Linked DNA regions of Zea mays: region 1 is linked to region 2. Evidence: chromatin contacts called from public Hi-C data. All regions are on one chromosome and are shown on one strand. Each heading gives the region's core, a stretch centred on a gene start, on an enhancer-like site or on the middle of the called end of the contact. The rest is flanking DNA. Distances are from core to core; before and after follow the strand shown.

Evidence for each region. Hi-C and Micro-C count contacts between places; a contact is called where the count stands out from the background.
Region 1: a Hi-C map of leaf shows a contact between it and region 2, with 9 times the contacts expected there. The contact joins the promoter of LOC100278683 here to the promoter of LOC100280624 in region 2. A contact is called at or near these places in 8 of 25 Hi-C or Micro-C datasets (ear, endosperm, leaf and 2 more).

The regions. Positions count from the first base shown.
Region 1 is chr10:113,257,258-113,260,271 of Zm-B73-REFERENCE-NAM-5.0, forward strand. It overlaps LOC100278683, which reads left to right and starts at 1,272. Exons shown (of 11, transcript NM_001371665.1): 1 at 1,272-1,513; 2 at 2,454-2,526; 3 at 2,628-2,705. The coding sequence starts at 1,394.
Region 2 is chr10:113,012,218-113,015,508 of Zm-B73-REFERENCE-NAM-5.0, forward strand. It overlaps LOC100280624 (dihydrolipoyllysine-residue succinyltransferase component of 2-oxoglutarate dehydrogenase complex), which reads left to right and starts at 1,848. Exons shown (of 13, transcript NM_001153542.1): 1 at 1,848-2,062. The coding sequence starts at 2,015.

The DNA of each region.
Region 1 (3,014 bases), core at 22-2,521, 240 kb after region 2:
AAAACTGGTATACTAGCCGTGCTCACGGTCATGAGCGGCTCGGACACTCACATGATTAACTTATAGAATTAAATTCAATTTATCATTTGCATCGCATTGGGATTTATTATTATTTTAATTTACTATTGCTATGGTTTAGTATTCACTTACATTTAGTAACTGCTAATAAAATTTTGACCAACTTATAAAAGCAATGCTCACCTTCAACTTTTATTTTGTTGATCAGCCTTACACTTCACATGAATTCCCACCTTTGGTGAGTTCATGCACATTATTCCCCACAACTTGTTGAGCTATGATCTTTTGTGAGCTCACTCTTGCGATATATAAACCCTCCACATGTGAAGAGAAGGTGGTTGAAGAGGAGCCGCCCTACAATGAAGCTTACATGTTGATTTAGGTGGCGTCTCCCAGTCAGCTCTGTGGCGCCAGAAAATAATATTTAGTTCGTTTTTATCATTATTTATTTCCTTGTAAGACTTTCGTTATGTAATAATTATATTTATGATATTTATGACATTTATTTCTATACACTTTGTCATTATATGTGATGTTCTTTCTTGGCGCACATATGAGACGCACCCAACTTTATCCTTTAAATCCGGGTGTGACTGTTCTCTACTGCGGCTCGGTGCCAGAAATAGTTAATGCAGCCGACCACTTATGGCTGGTCAGTCTTAGGCCAGACAAGGAATCCCCTCGAGTGGCTTTCCTTCGGTTCGCGCGGTCCCCCTCTCTAGCTCCACCACGCCTAACCCCGAGCTTAGTGCCTCGGGGTTTATCCGGGGGCGAGCACTTCCAGGGTAGACAGTTCCCTTATCCCCTGCTAGTCGGTGATTCCATATAGTCCAGAGATTCTTATCCCGTACAATCTCTCCGATCGGTGGGCCTCAGAGACCCGTGGATCTTTTTCATGACAGAAATGAAGGGGATCGTAAAGAAATTTGAGTTTCCAAACTAGTGCTAAGAGATTTTTCTTCCTTGTCTTTTCGGGAGATTTTTCTTCCTTGTCTTTTCGGGTTTCTCTTCCCTTACTTTCAAACTTGCCTTTAAAAGTTCTAAGCAGGAGCAGCCATGCAACTACCTTTTTTATGTTTGTTTATGCCATATATTTGGGTCATGCTGGTTTCGTTTGGTCAAACATGGACCAAAATAAATGACTCCATGTATTCTCTCTCCGAAAATCACGCCATAAAGACTCTCCTCTCCGACGACTGACCGTTCCCCGACTCTCTCTCCACATCAGTTTTGGTCCCAAATTCAGCCTGAGAGCTGCAGCAGCGAAGAGCCGAAGAAAGCCAGCCTCGCCTTCCCCCTCTCCCCATACTAATCATCATCAAGGGCCTGCGATTCCAAGTTGCGTTTCCTGTCTGGGGATTCAGGGTGGAAGGAGATGAAATCGCCATTGCGCAGGTTCCGGGGCTTCGCCCTTCATCACCACCACCACCACAGGGAGAGGAAGGACCACCGCCCGCCGTCCGCCAAGCTCGACGAGCTCGTCTACGCCGCCCAGGTCTCCTCTCCGCCGCGAACGCCTCTGTTCATTCCTCTCGGTTATTGCCGTTCGTTCTGCCGTGTGGTTACGCGTTAAAGTCGGATCGTGTGTGCTCGTCGAGGAGCCGCTGTCCCGTCGCTTGCTTATGCCGCTGATTTTCATGGGCTGTGTTGGCCGCAGTGATTTGTTCCTGGGGCACGATGATTTTTTAGGATCGAATGACCTTCGCCTATACATTCTTTTCTGAGCTATAAATCCTTTTTCGTGTTTATTTCTTATATATAGTTTTGCGCTTTTTCTTTTAGACTGGGAATTCTACTTAGTAATCTGTTCATACATTATTTGGATATGATCAGTGAAATGTGTGGATTTGATCGCTTTCATGTATTATTGTGGCCACTAGAGATTTGGAGTCCAGAAGCACATAGTATTCATTTTGTGGCCTGTTTCTTCCTGGTCAAAGTCCACGGTAGGAAGCTTGGGTCGCAGAAAGTAGCTATCTAGAACTCGTCTACAGTCAGCAATTCAAAGTCGTCATGAGAGGAACTGATCATTTGTTTAACCTAGCATTGCCTGCTGGGCGTTATTATATTCAATACCAGTGGAAATACGTTTTCTGAAATTCAGGGGAATTGAGTCTTTTTTTTCAGCATTTCCGTCTCAGATACAATGAACAGTTCCTGTCTTTACTTGACTGCATCTTAATGGATAAATTATGGTGAAAGCTGTTCAGACATGAATGTGATGTTGGATAGTGATTGAAGTTTATTATATGGTACAAGTTTGACAGGACTATAAGCTGATCCATGATTTAAATTTTCAGACAAATTCACAAGTCATTCACTTTCTCATGTGAACTGTAATAGGAAGAAAAGATTTGGGGCCACAACTGCCCTCTAGTGGAAATTAAAAAAATTTAACCCACCTTTTGCAACAAACATGGAATTGTACTTTGCAGGAAATGGAAGATATGAGGAACTGTTACGATAGCTTGCTTTCAGCTGCAGCCGCAACGACAAATAGTGTATATGGTGATTGCTATTTTTACTTCTAATGAAATAAAACTGTCCCTATCTTCACATCAGATATTTCATCTGTCGTTCTTACAGTCACATGTAATCTATTTATACAGAGTTTGCGGAAGCCATGGGTGAAATGGGAACTTGCTTGCTTGAAAAAGCTGCATTGAATTATGATGATGATGAAAGTGGTGAGTGATTTCGTGGATCTGTATGTATGAGATGGAAATTTGTGGTTTGAAATTATTCTTACGAGTGTCTTTAGCAAATTGGTTTTCGTGTTTTAGAGCCAACTATACTATTTTTCAGCATATCCATTTCTTTCTTGAGCGGTGTATGCCATTTTTGTATGGATAAGCCCTGAAACAAAATTTTCTGCTACTCAGCCCCCTGTATAAAGAGAGACAGGTGTTGGCTGAATCTGAAACACGAGGAGGCAGTAAAATGGGATTTGGAAGAATAGAATATTATCCACTGGATTTGGATAGAATCCTCTTAAG
Region 2 (3,291 bases), core at 598-3,097:
GGCCGAGGCGGGGGCCGAGCCCTGGGGTCGGGCGAGGCGGAGACCACCTTTCGAGGCCGAAGCGGGGGCCGAGCCCTGGGGTCGGGCGAGGCGGAGATCTCCTCCTGAGGCCGAGGCCCAAGGTCGGGCGAGGCGGAGCTTCCTAGGGGTGGGCACTTTTTTACCATAAACCGAAAACCGAACCGAACCGTACCGAACCGAACCGAAATTTCGGTTTTTTCGGTAGTTCGGTTCGGTTTCGGTTTTTATATCTGAGAAGTTCGGTTTTCGGTATCGTAATCGGTTTTCACTGTATACCGAACCGAAATACCAAAAAAACCGAATACCAAACTTTATCAATTGTAAAATTTGATTTTTCGATTATGTGAACTAAATGTGTGAAGCAATTAAATTGTTATTCACTTATTTATATGTGATGTATGATGTATCTCTAAATATTTGTACCTATATAATTTTTACTTTTTAAAATTATGTATAATCTATCATATAAACTTGTTGCATGTGTTGTTTCGAGTATAAGTTTGGTATTCGGTTTTTACCGAAAAACTGAAGTAAAAAACCGATACCGAAGTTCTTGGTTTTCATTTTCTAGAAAACCGATTGGTTTCTAATGTCTAGAAAACCGAAGTTTTTTAAAACCGAAAAACCGAACCGAAATTTCAAAAAAAGCCGAATGCCCAGCCCTAGAGCTTCCTGTTGCGCCTGAGGCTGAACTTAGTTATTGTCAGCCTCACCCTGGCGGGTGCACAACAGTCGGAGAGGGGCGAGCGACGCTGTTTTCCTGTTAGGTCGGCCAGTGGAAGGTCGAAGTGACTGCGGTCACTTCAACCTTGCCGACTGAGGCACATGTGTCAGGATAAGGTGTCAGGCGATCCTCGCATTGAATGCGTCTGCGATACGGTCGGTTGGTGAGACGATTTGGCCAAGGTTGCTTCACAACGAAGCCTGCCCGAGCTGGGGTTCGGGCGAGTCGAGGGTGCGCCCGCTGCTTGAGGAGGCCCTCGGGCGAGGTGAGAATTCGTCTGAGACTTCTGTTTCCGCCCGAGGCTGGGCTCGGGCGAGGCGAGATCGCGTCCCTTGAGTAGACGAAGTCTTGACCTGAATCGTGCCCATCAGTCTCTGCACCTTGTGCTGATGGTGGTTACCAGCCGTGTTTAGGAGTGTTAGGGGTACCCCTAATTACGGTACCCGACCTGACACTATACATATAGCTATAAGAATTACTGGGCATCATTGTCATTTCTTCTGAAGTAGTAGCAGACATGTCGGTCTCCTTCGTTTCAGGACTAGCTACTTCAGCCTCGACAACATGCTTCGGCTCAGTGCATAAACCGAATCTTCCTCCGCTTCTCTTCTCACCTGTGTTGACACCCTTCGGTAAAACATAAGTTAATTACTTCTGAGATAAATTGTGAAAAGCCGTAAGTATCAATTAATTTTGAGGACCTTTAGCAGCAGGAGCATTTCCCTAACAGTAGCTCTCTCTTGAGATTAGTTCGTTTTTTCATAACGTGCTCAGACTACGAAATAGACGAAGACCTGCAACAAAGGTTCATAAAACACCTTCCTCCACCACATTATTATTAAAACAAAATTAATGGAACAAAGCTCCGAAAAATTGTCCACAGGGCAACGAGCTCAGACACGAACAACTGTCAGAATTAACGGAACCAAGGAAGCTGCTGCGTGTCACAGTGCACTGCAGTGCAGTGCAGTGGAACGCGGTGCGAGGCCCGAGGGGTTGGCACACTGGTGGGTGTGGGAGACTGGGAGGGATCAGCACCGGACCGGAGAACGCGAAGCGACCAGAGGGCGCCCGTGGCCCGCGGGCCGCCCCCATTCCATTCCTTCCAGTTCCAGATCCCATAATTGCACGCGACACTACACCGCCCCCTTCCGCAAGTCAGAGGGACATTGCATTGGGGAACTACAGAAAAGGGTCCGAATCGAATCCGTGGTGCACTGCCCCTTCCTCCCCCACAAGCCGCCGCCGCCGCCGTGAGGACTCCGGCGAATGGCGTCCCGCGTCGCCTCGGGCCTCCTCCGCCGCCGCGCCGGCGCCGTAATGCCCTACCTCTCTTTTCTCTCTCCGATGCATGTACGTCTGCGGCTAGCTTTTGTTCCCCCTTTGTTGCGGGCAGCCAGCTGATTTAGGGTTAGCGAGGTGGTCTGACGCAGCGGCCCTGTCCGATGGCTGTGATCCCCCTTGGAGGAGTTCGTCGCGGTCTGTGGCTGCGTCTGGAGAATAATCTGCTACCCTAGTGTTGATCTGGAGAATAATCTGCTACCCTAGTGTTGGCTAGGGGGTTTGCGACCAGGGCATTGATACTTGAGAATGGTCTGTACGTTGGTGCTTGGTGCACCAAGCTCGCCTCCTCTAGGATAATTGTTTGGTACGCCTTGCACAGATTAGGCCTGTATCAGCTTCTCTTTGCTATTGCTGCCCATTCCATGTAAATTTTTATTGCAGTTTACTCACCAAGGATTATGAGGTAGGAACTCCAGATGGATGTCAAGTAATGTTTATCAGACATTTAAAGGAGTCTAGGGACCTAATTAGAATTTGTCTGCTACCTTTTTCTGATATGAAGACTATCGCACATGATTTTGTCAGCCAATTCTATTCCTTGTTGCTATTCAACTGCTGAATGTTTTCTATCTATCAATTAAATTAAGAGTAACTCGTGTTGCATCCCAATTCAATCATAAGAAGCAAGGATGCAGTGGTTGATGGAGAGTGGAGGAGTGGGACTGAGATTTCGTGCATGCTGGATGGTCCAGAGGGTGAGTCAGACTTTGAAGTATAAAGGGGAGTGCCTTGCAAGCTTGTGATGGGAGAGGAATTTATATTCTTCTGCTTTGCAGACCATATTCTGTAAATATAAGAAATTGAGCAGTCAGCAACATTTCCAACTGACACAAAATATAGCAGCAATGGTCTCCATTATATCTAGCAGTGCTTAGTTGTACCAATAACAGTGTGCATGTTTGGTTTGGTGCCTTAGTTTGGCAAATTTTAATACACCTTTTTGTAGTAGCTCTTTGGTTCGTGCTGCTGTTCTGGCGTGCCAAAGAATTTTCAGCTCCAGACCCCTGTTGTGTTAATGTCAGGGGGGTCTCGGCCTAGGGGCCTTTGTATTAGGGGTTGACAAGTCTTGTTTCTCCTATGTTTTTTTTTCTTAATATAATGACACACAGCTCTCCTGCGTTTGTTCAAAAAAAAAGACCCCAACTGTCATATTATCAACTTGTAGCCAACCTTCAGCTCCAGACCCCATCTGTCATACTATC